Linked DNA regions of Mus musculus: region 1 is linked to region 2. Evidence: chromatin contacts called from public HiChIP or PLAC-seq data. All regions are on one chromosome and are shown on one strand. Each heading gives the region's core, a stretch centred on a gene start, on an enhancer-like site or on the middle of the called end of the contact. The rest is flanking DNA. Distances are from core to core; before and after follow the strand shown. Region 1 overlaps Pde8a (phosphodiesterase 8A). Region 2 overlaps Iqgap1 (IQ motif containing GTPase activating protein 1).

What was found. HiChIP or PLAC-seq counts read pairs in DNA pulled down with a chosen protein or histone mark.
Region 1: a FOXA1 HiChIP or PLAC-seq map of pancreatic cancer cells shows a contact between it and region 2. The contact joins two enhancer-like sites. A contact is called at or near these places in 1 of 484 Hi-C or Micro-C datasets (embryonic stem cells), 1 of 115 datasets of contacts at active chromatin or transcription factors (pancreatic cancer cells) and 1 of 9 other capture datasets (embryonic stem cells).

What each region holds. Positions count from the first base shown.
Region 1 is chr7:81,317,845-81,321,531 of GRCm38.p6, reverse strand. Pde8a (phosphodiesterase 8A) reads right to left here. Exons shown (of 22, transcript NM_008803.3): 15 at 2,416-2,464; 16 at 2,074-2,209; 17 at 682-880. Among named protein-coding and RNA genes, the nearest start is that of Rps17, 26 kb to the left of the region's middle. Within about 2 kb of position 1,596, at least 70 of the 459 cell types and tissues checked have an H3K27ac peak or open chromatin away from gene starts, as enhancers often do. A contact at or near this core is called in pancreatic cancer cells, where this site is marked.
Region 2 is chr7:80,713,821-80,717,175 of GRCm38.p6, reverse strand. Iqgap1 (IQ motif containing GTPase activating protein 1) reads left to right here. Exons shown (of 38, transcript NM_016721.2): 37 at 57-165; 38 at 3,231-3,355. The coding sequence ends at 3,344. Among named protein-coding and RNA genes, the nearest start is that of Crtc3, 27 kb to the right of the region's middle. Within about 2 kb of position 1,700, at least 105 of the 459 cell types and tissues checked have an H3K27ac peak or open chromatin away from gene starts, as enhancers often do. A contact at or near this core is called in pancreatic cancer cells, where this site is marked.

The sequences.
Region 1 (3,687 bases), core at 347-2,846, 600 kb before region 2:
AGGATGCACCTGGCTCTGTGTGGCTGTAGCCATTCTTGGCCCCAGACAAATGCTTCAGACACTGACGTATGACCTGAATGGTTTGCCTGCATGTCCTAGGCACAGGGAGTGAAGAAGAAAGGGGAGTCCTTCATGGCGGTGTGGCACGGCAGTGTATCACAGTGTTTGAAGTCTGAGTGCCTGTGGGGCAGGAAGCGGCTCAAGGCAGTGATGGGCAGACATGCTGCTCTGGAAAGAACACAATGGCAGCACTGTGCGAATGCTGTGAGGGACCAGGAGAGAGGAGTGACCTCCCTCCTGGGGCAGGAAAATTAGAAGCTCTGTCTGAGTCAGATGGTTAGCCAGCAGCTGAGGGGCTGAGGGGCGGGGCAGGGCAGGAATGGTCAGGACTCACAGCACAGGTGAGGGGCTTAAAAGAGGCTCAGTGTGCCCTTAGGTCCAAACTGAAACCCCTCTCCTCCACGGGGACAGCCCTGTTCTGTCTCGGTTGGTTTCTCCTTGAGGACTCATAGACTGGCGGAGACTGCAGATTAACCTATCAGCTGCTTCCTCGCCTTCCATGCTGCACGCTGCACGGGTGAGGACCACTCTGGTTATTACGGTGCAGTGAGGGCAGCTGAGGCGGAAGCCCCATCTCTGCCCACTGTTGCTGTTGAATGAGGAACAGGAACGCTAGCTCACCTTTATTTTGTCTCTGGAAAGGAAATACGCCGTGGCGTGAAGCACATCCGCAGCGTGTGTGGAATTGTGGTAGGGGTTAGAAGAGTGGTAGTTGGATTCGATCATCTGAAACCAAGATCTCAGCGTTGTCTCAGAGCACTGTAAGAACTCACACATTCCAAAACGCGCAAACGTTTTCAGACCTAGATAAATCAAAGGCCTACAAAGAAAAATATGCACAATATAAAATAGAGCAAAAACCAGTTACCCGAGTTCTGAAGAGACCCAAAGTACATTCAAGCCACAGTGCAGAGTACCAGGGCAACTGATCTGCACTGCTGCACTGTATTCCATGTGGGCTGGAGGCCACACAACGGTTTCTTTCTGCCTTAGCCTGCTTTAGGCATCTTGATTTGCTGGGGTGAAGTTCCCACCCTGCTTGCATAAGTACAACCTTCAGAACCCTGCCTTTGCCAGACTATACAGGCTACCTGTAATCCTACCCTCACGTGTTACTTCTGATGGCCTACCTAGAGGAAATACCACCAAAGTGTGACATAAACCAGACGCAGACACACTCAGGTGACTAATCACCTCAGCAACTTTATAGTCTAAAGTTTAGACTTTACCTCGAGAAATTGACCAGCTACTAGCAAGCATGCCTTCCTTAGATTTACTGACTTGACTTAGAAGGTTAAGAAATCAGCCCACAGAAGCCATCTCAGAGGTCATCACAGACCTCGACCTGGCCTGCCTTCCACACTTTGGAAGCTGTGATGGCTCGGAATGTAAACCAGGGGCTCAGGGGCTCATTGCTATGGGATGTGCCTGGCCACTGCTAGGCTGTGTGCGTGGGAGTCTCAGTGTAGACAGCTCACCCAGTGGGGTGAGACCGGTGAATCATTCCACAACCTAGCAGAGCCACCCTCCCCAAACTGAACCGCACTCCTGGCTGGCACTGGCTGTGGGTGCCCAGCCCTATGTGCCAAGATCCTGTGGTTAACAGCTTTTACTCAGCAAAACCCAAACTCCCAGTCAGCCACCATAAGCCGATGAACATAACTAGGGTGGAGTCTTTGTGTGGGCCACCAATATGGCAACCAAGATTTGAGGCTAGTTTTATCAAATGTGTAACTAACCATATTGGTTCTAGGTTTGGAGCAGGAGACTCTTTGTTGCTACCTTATATAATACCACATACTAGAGAAATTAGGGACTTGTGTCACAGGAAAACCTGCTATTTAAGGAAGCCATCAGAGCTGGGCAAACTCTGCCTGGGGCCTACTGACTCAACTTGAAGTCCCTCTCCTCCTTCCTCAGCCTCTGTCCCCACCCCAGGAATGGCTCTGCACACACCTCTGCTGCTTGGGCGGGCGGTTCCCTGCACAGGCCTTGGAAACAAGCTCTACCTACCTATTTTGGGTTGCTACTTCCAGCTCAAAAATGTCAAAGTCCCACTGTTCTTCATTTTCTATGGCCAGGGCAATCCGTGGTGGGACATCATGAAGGGAGACGGGGGTGGCCAAATTGTTTGAAAGTGGTGGGAGGTCTGCAAAGTAACAGAATTTGGAAAACGACGACGACGTTAACAGGTTCGTGGCATTTGGTGTTTGGGGTAGGCCGTGCTATATCAGAAATGGCTGCTTTGCTTCTGAGGCTTCACGGCGTACCCAGAGCTTACTGATGAGAGCGAGCATCATCTAATCTGGGCCAGAGTATTATAGCAATGTAAGAGATTAAAAACAGAGAACTTACTTTTTGTTGCAAGAATATACTCATTTCCTGAAAACCTTCGTAAGCCATCCTGGTGAAAATCAAGAAGACAAGAAAAGGCATGGTCACATGGTCTTCCTTCCTGACTGCATAACCCAGATGGACAGCCCCAGAGAGGACAGTCCAGCACAGCCCAGTGCAAGGCTGCCCAGCCCAGCAGGCTGACCACTGTGGCCAACTCCAAATTTAGTCACCTCCTGGGAGCTGCCCTACTGCTGGAGCCCAGGCTCAGGCAGGATGACCAGTGAGCTGACCAACTACTGCCCACCATAGTGACAACCACCCTCTGCCCTCAGGTCACCCCCATTTTCTTCTTCTCCAAACTCAGCTGTCTCAGGAACACTTCTCTCTCACCTTCTGAGTGGACGCCTCCCTCGTCCCTGAGGATGGGACTAACCACTCAGTACCCCATGTGCTCTCGGGGCGCCCTCTCCCCATGAGCTCCAGGACACAGGAATCGGGAGGGAGCAACTTTTATTTCTAAGACGGCAGCAGAACAATGGTAGTTGTCTTCGCTTGTGAGAGTGCTGCTCTGCACTGGCTGAGGTGGTGCCTGGGCTCCTCAAGAATCCCCATGTAGTGACATGTCCCTTTTTTGTTTTTTTGGTTTTTTCGAAACAGGGTTTCTCTGTGTAGCCCTGGCTGTCCTGGAACTCACTCTGTAGACCAGGCTGGCCTCAAACTCAGAAATCCGCCTGCCTCTGCCTCCCAAGTGCTGGGATTAAAGGCGTGTGCCACCACTGCCTGGTGGTAGTGGCACATCCTTAATGCCTTCTTCCTAAACAGTTATCCAAAGGCTAGTGGGGCGCCCTGGCCCTTTTTAAACACATGAAGGCAGGAGCTAGTCTCCACTCTGCAGTGCATCGTGTAGCACTCCGGCAAAGGTGTGTGGTGTTCGTTTGCTTTGTTGGCTCCTTTTTGTGCTGAGGATAGAACTGAAGGATTTGCACCCTACCACCATGGTTTTTCGTCTTCCCAAGACAAGCCAGGTGTGGTAGTGTACACACTTTGTCAGAGACAGGTGGATCTCCATGACTTCAGGCCAGCCTGGTCTACCTAGCAAGTTGCAGCCAGCAAAGGCTACATGGTGAAACCTTGCCTCAAACAAACAAACCAACAGAAAACAACAACAAACGACACTTTAATACAATTGAAATGTCTTGTAAAACCCTATGTGACCCTGGAGAGGGTTATCAGTGGACCGTCTACAACACTGTTGCTTTCTGCTGCTCCAAGCTGAGGATTCCCTGGGAG
Region 2 (3,355 bases), core at 451-2,950:
AGAGTCTCATTACCTAAAAACTCAAAGCTCACACATACGGTGTTGTGTTTCAACAGATTTAAAAATGTTATCTTCGAAATTGGTCCAACAGAAGAAGTTGGAGACTTTGAAGTAAAAGCCAAGTTCATGGGAGTTCAGATGGAGACTTTCATGTTGCATTATCAGGTGGGTGTGCACAGGCTCAGGCGTGACGCTCTCCGATGAGGTGGGAGAAAAGATAAGGGAAAGCCTTTGGGGAGAGCTTTGTGTATTCAGAGAGCTCGGTGGGCGCCTAGTTGGGAGAAGCTAAGGGCTTGGGGAGTTGGGTGTGGTCTGTGTCCTCTGAGAGTCGTCCTGTGCGGATGCTTTAGAGTGCTCTGACACCTGAATCTTCACTCCAGCCCTGATGAGCTGGTGCCCTGGCCTTGAAGGAGGTACCTAACCACCAGTGTTAGCAGTAAGAGATTCTTTGCTGCTCTGTACTTGAAATCTCTCTTTGTTTTCATTTTTATTTGATATGGATACCTTTTGTTAGGGATATTACTAAAATTTGTGAACACATTGCCTCGTTGTAACTCTGAATCACATTTTAAATTCAAAATTAACTCTGTAGCCGTTTTATAACGTAGCTGCCCCTAATTTATTTTTAAGTTTCTTTTTTTTTTCTTTCTGGTGCTTACATTTGACCCTCAGCATTGTGCTTGCAGGCTGTTTCCCACTGAGTTCAATTTCCAACCCCAAATACCTGATTTTGGGGAGTGGGAGGAATCTTATGTAGCCCAAACTATCCTCAAATCCACTATGTAGTTGAGTCTGGCCTTGAACACTTGACTCTCCTGTTTCTCCCAAATGCTGGGATTATAGATATGTGCCACCATGCCGAGCTGCCTAAATATCTATTTTTGCACATTAAAAAATGTACCAAATAAGGATGGTGACACGCACCAGTAATCCAGCTCTCAGGAGACAGAGGCAAGAAGATTCAGAGTTTGAGGCCAGCCTGGACTTCATTGTAATTCCTGGCCAGCCTGTATAGTGAAAGCAATCTTCAAAATCCAAAGCCAGAAATAATCAGACAATTGAAAGGATTCATGAGCGGTGTCCAGACCCAACTATGTGTGTACCACATAGTAGACCTCTTACGGTTTTTGTTGGTTGGTTTCTTTTTCTTTTCTTTTTTTTTTTTTTAAAGATTTATGTATTTATGTATGTAGCTGTCTTCAGACACACACCAGAAGAGGGCATCAGATCCTATTACAGAAGGTTGTGAGCCACCATGTGGTTGCTGGGAATTGAACTCAGAACCTCTAGAAGAGCAGTCAGTGCTCCTAACCAGTGAGTGACCTCTTCAGCCTGGTTGGCTCATTTCTTTTGCAGTGCTGAGAATCAAACTTTGAGCCTCACACATGCTCTACTGCCAAACTGCTCTTCCATGTCTTGCCACACCCTGCCTTGCTTGCCACTGCCGTGGTCTAGCAAACCAGGCTGGTGCCTCTCTGTGAGCAAGCGTTCCGCCTTCTGCACAGGATGCTCTCCCCTCCTGGAATCAGCCTCCCTCCCTCTGCTCCCTACCTGCCTCCTGCCTCCATCAAACAGTGAGCACTGGCCCGCGCTGCCCCCCTACAGCCGCAGTGATGGCCCTTCCCCTTGACTCAGCAGCCCTGAGACATCCTCTGTTGACAGTGCGAGCTGACTCATTTCCCTGCCACCCCCAAAACTGGGAACTCCTAAGACAGTATGTCTTAGTCATCTGTACCTCCCTGTTGGTAACCAGTAGTCTCTCAGCGCATATTAATTCAGTAACTGTGAAAGGATTTCTTCACACACTGTAACTAAGCATACTGCATACAGTCCCTATTCCATTGGTTTCACTGCCAGTGCAGGCCAACCAGTCTGCTAAGGAGACTGTACACTGCTGCTCGGATTCAGGAACTGGTCTGCCTCATAGGTGCCTGGGGTTAGGGTTAGGCTAGGCAGAGAGGACACACCATGGTCCCCATCCTTGGGACACTGCGGTCCCTTCATGCCCTTCCTCACCACCACTCACCAGTTTAGTGGTAGTGACGACAGTGCTGTCGTAAGCCGCCAGGACTGCAGAGAACATTAGAAAACAGCCGATCATACCGATCACCCCAGAGCCAGCTCTTTCCTGATGGCCTTGCCACCCAACACTTTGAGCCTCAGCAGCTCATCTCTAAAGTTCAGATAATTATGCTTCATAAGGTTTTTGTAATGCCTTGAAAAAATAGTGTGTAAGGTGCCTAACCGAGGCCACACACAGGCTCGGTGCTGGATGGTTGCTCCTCCTGTTGTACTTGCATTTACGTTAGACAACCTTTCTCATGCGGAGTTGAAGTTGGAGTCATATTCAGTTTACAAGAGACCCTGGGCTCAGTCTCCTAAAAACAAAGGACTCCAGTAGACTGCAGAGCTGGAGATGTAGTTCTGTTGGTAGAATGCTTGTTTGGCAGGCACAAACCCCTGGGTTTGATCTCAGCACTGTAGAAACTGAGCCAGGCAGCACATACCTGTCATCCCACCATGGGGTCAGGAGTATTCGGTCAGCCTGTGCAAAAGTGCCAGGGGTGGAGGCGGGGCGGGGGCAGAGCAACTGGTAGGTACTGAGACATTACAGGTCATTCTCATTTTCATTTCTCATTCTCATTGGCATATTTCATAAATTGAAATGCCTTTACTTTTTCTATGTGTATTAAAACCTCTAACCTACATCTGAAACAATGGGGAAATGCCATCATAACTTCTTTTTGATTAATCATTCCTTTACATTTCAAATCATATCCCCCTTCCAGTTACCCCTCAACAAATCCCATCCCATCTCCCCTCTCCCCTCTCCACCCTCCCCTTTGCCTCTTGAGGATGATGCTTCACCCACTCATCCATGCCCTGCTCACTGCTCCAGCGGCCCCTACCGTTGTAACTTTTGAAATAAGCTTTAAATGTATTTTAACTGAACATAACTCCTAATTTCCCTTTGTGTTTAGAATCTTTTACTATAAACTAAATGATAACCTAAGACTAAGTTGTAGGCTCCCTGTTGCTCCAGCACCCAGGGTAGCTGGCCCCAGGGCAGTCGTGCCCCGTAAAGCTCTGCACTGAGAAGTGTGTCTGACCTGCTGCACCATTTCACACCTGGCACAGAAGTCCTGCCTCTCCTCTCCTGGATCGTGGGGTCCTTCCTTTTCTTGTTCTGGATTCGATGGTGAAATTGTTTTGTTTTGTTTTTTAAACAGGACTTGCTGCAGCTACAGTATGAAGGAGTTGCAGTTATGAAATTATTTGATAGAGCTAAAGTGAATGTCAACCTCCTGATCTTCCTTCTCAACAAAAAGTTCTATGGGAAGTAATGGGTCGCTCG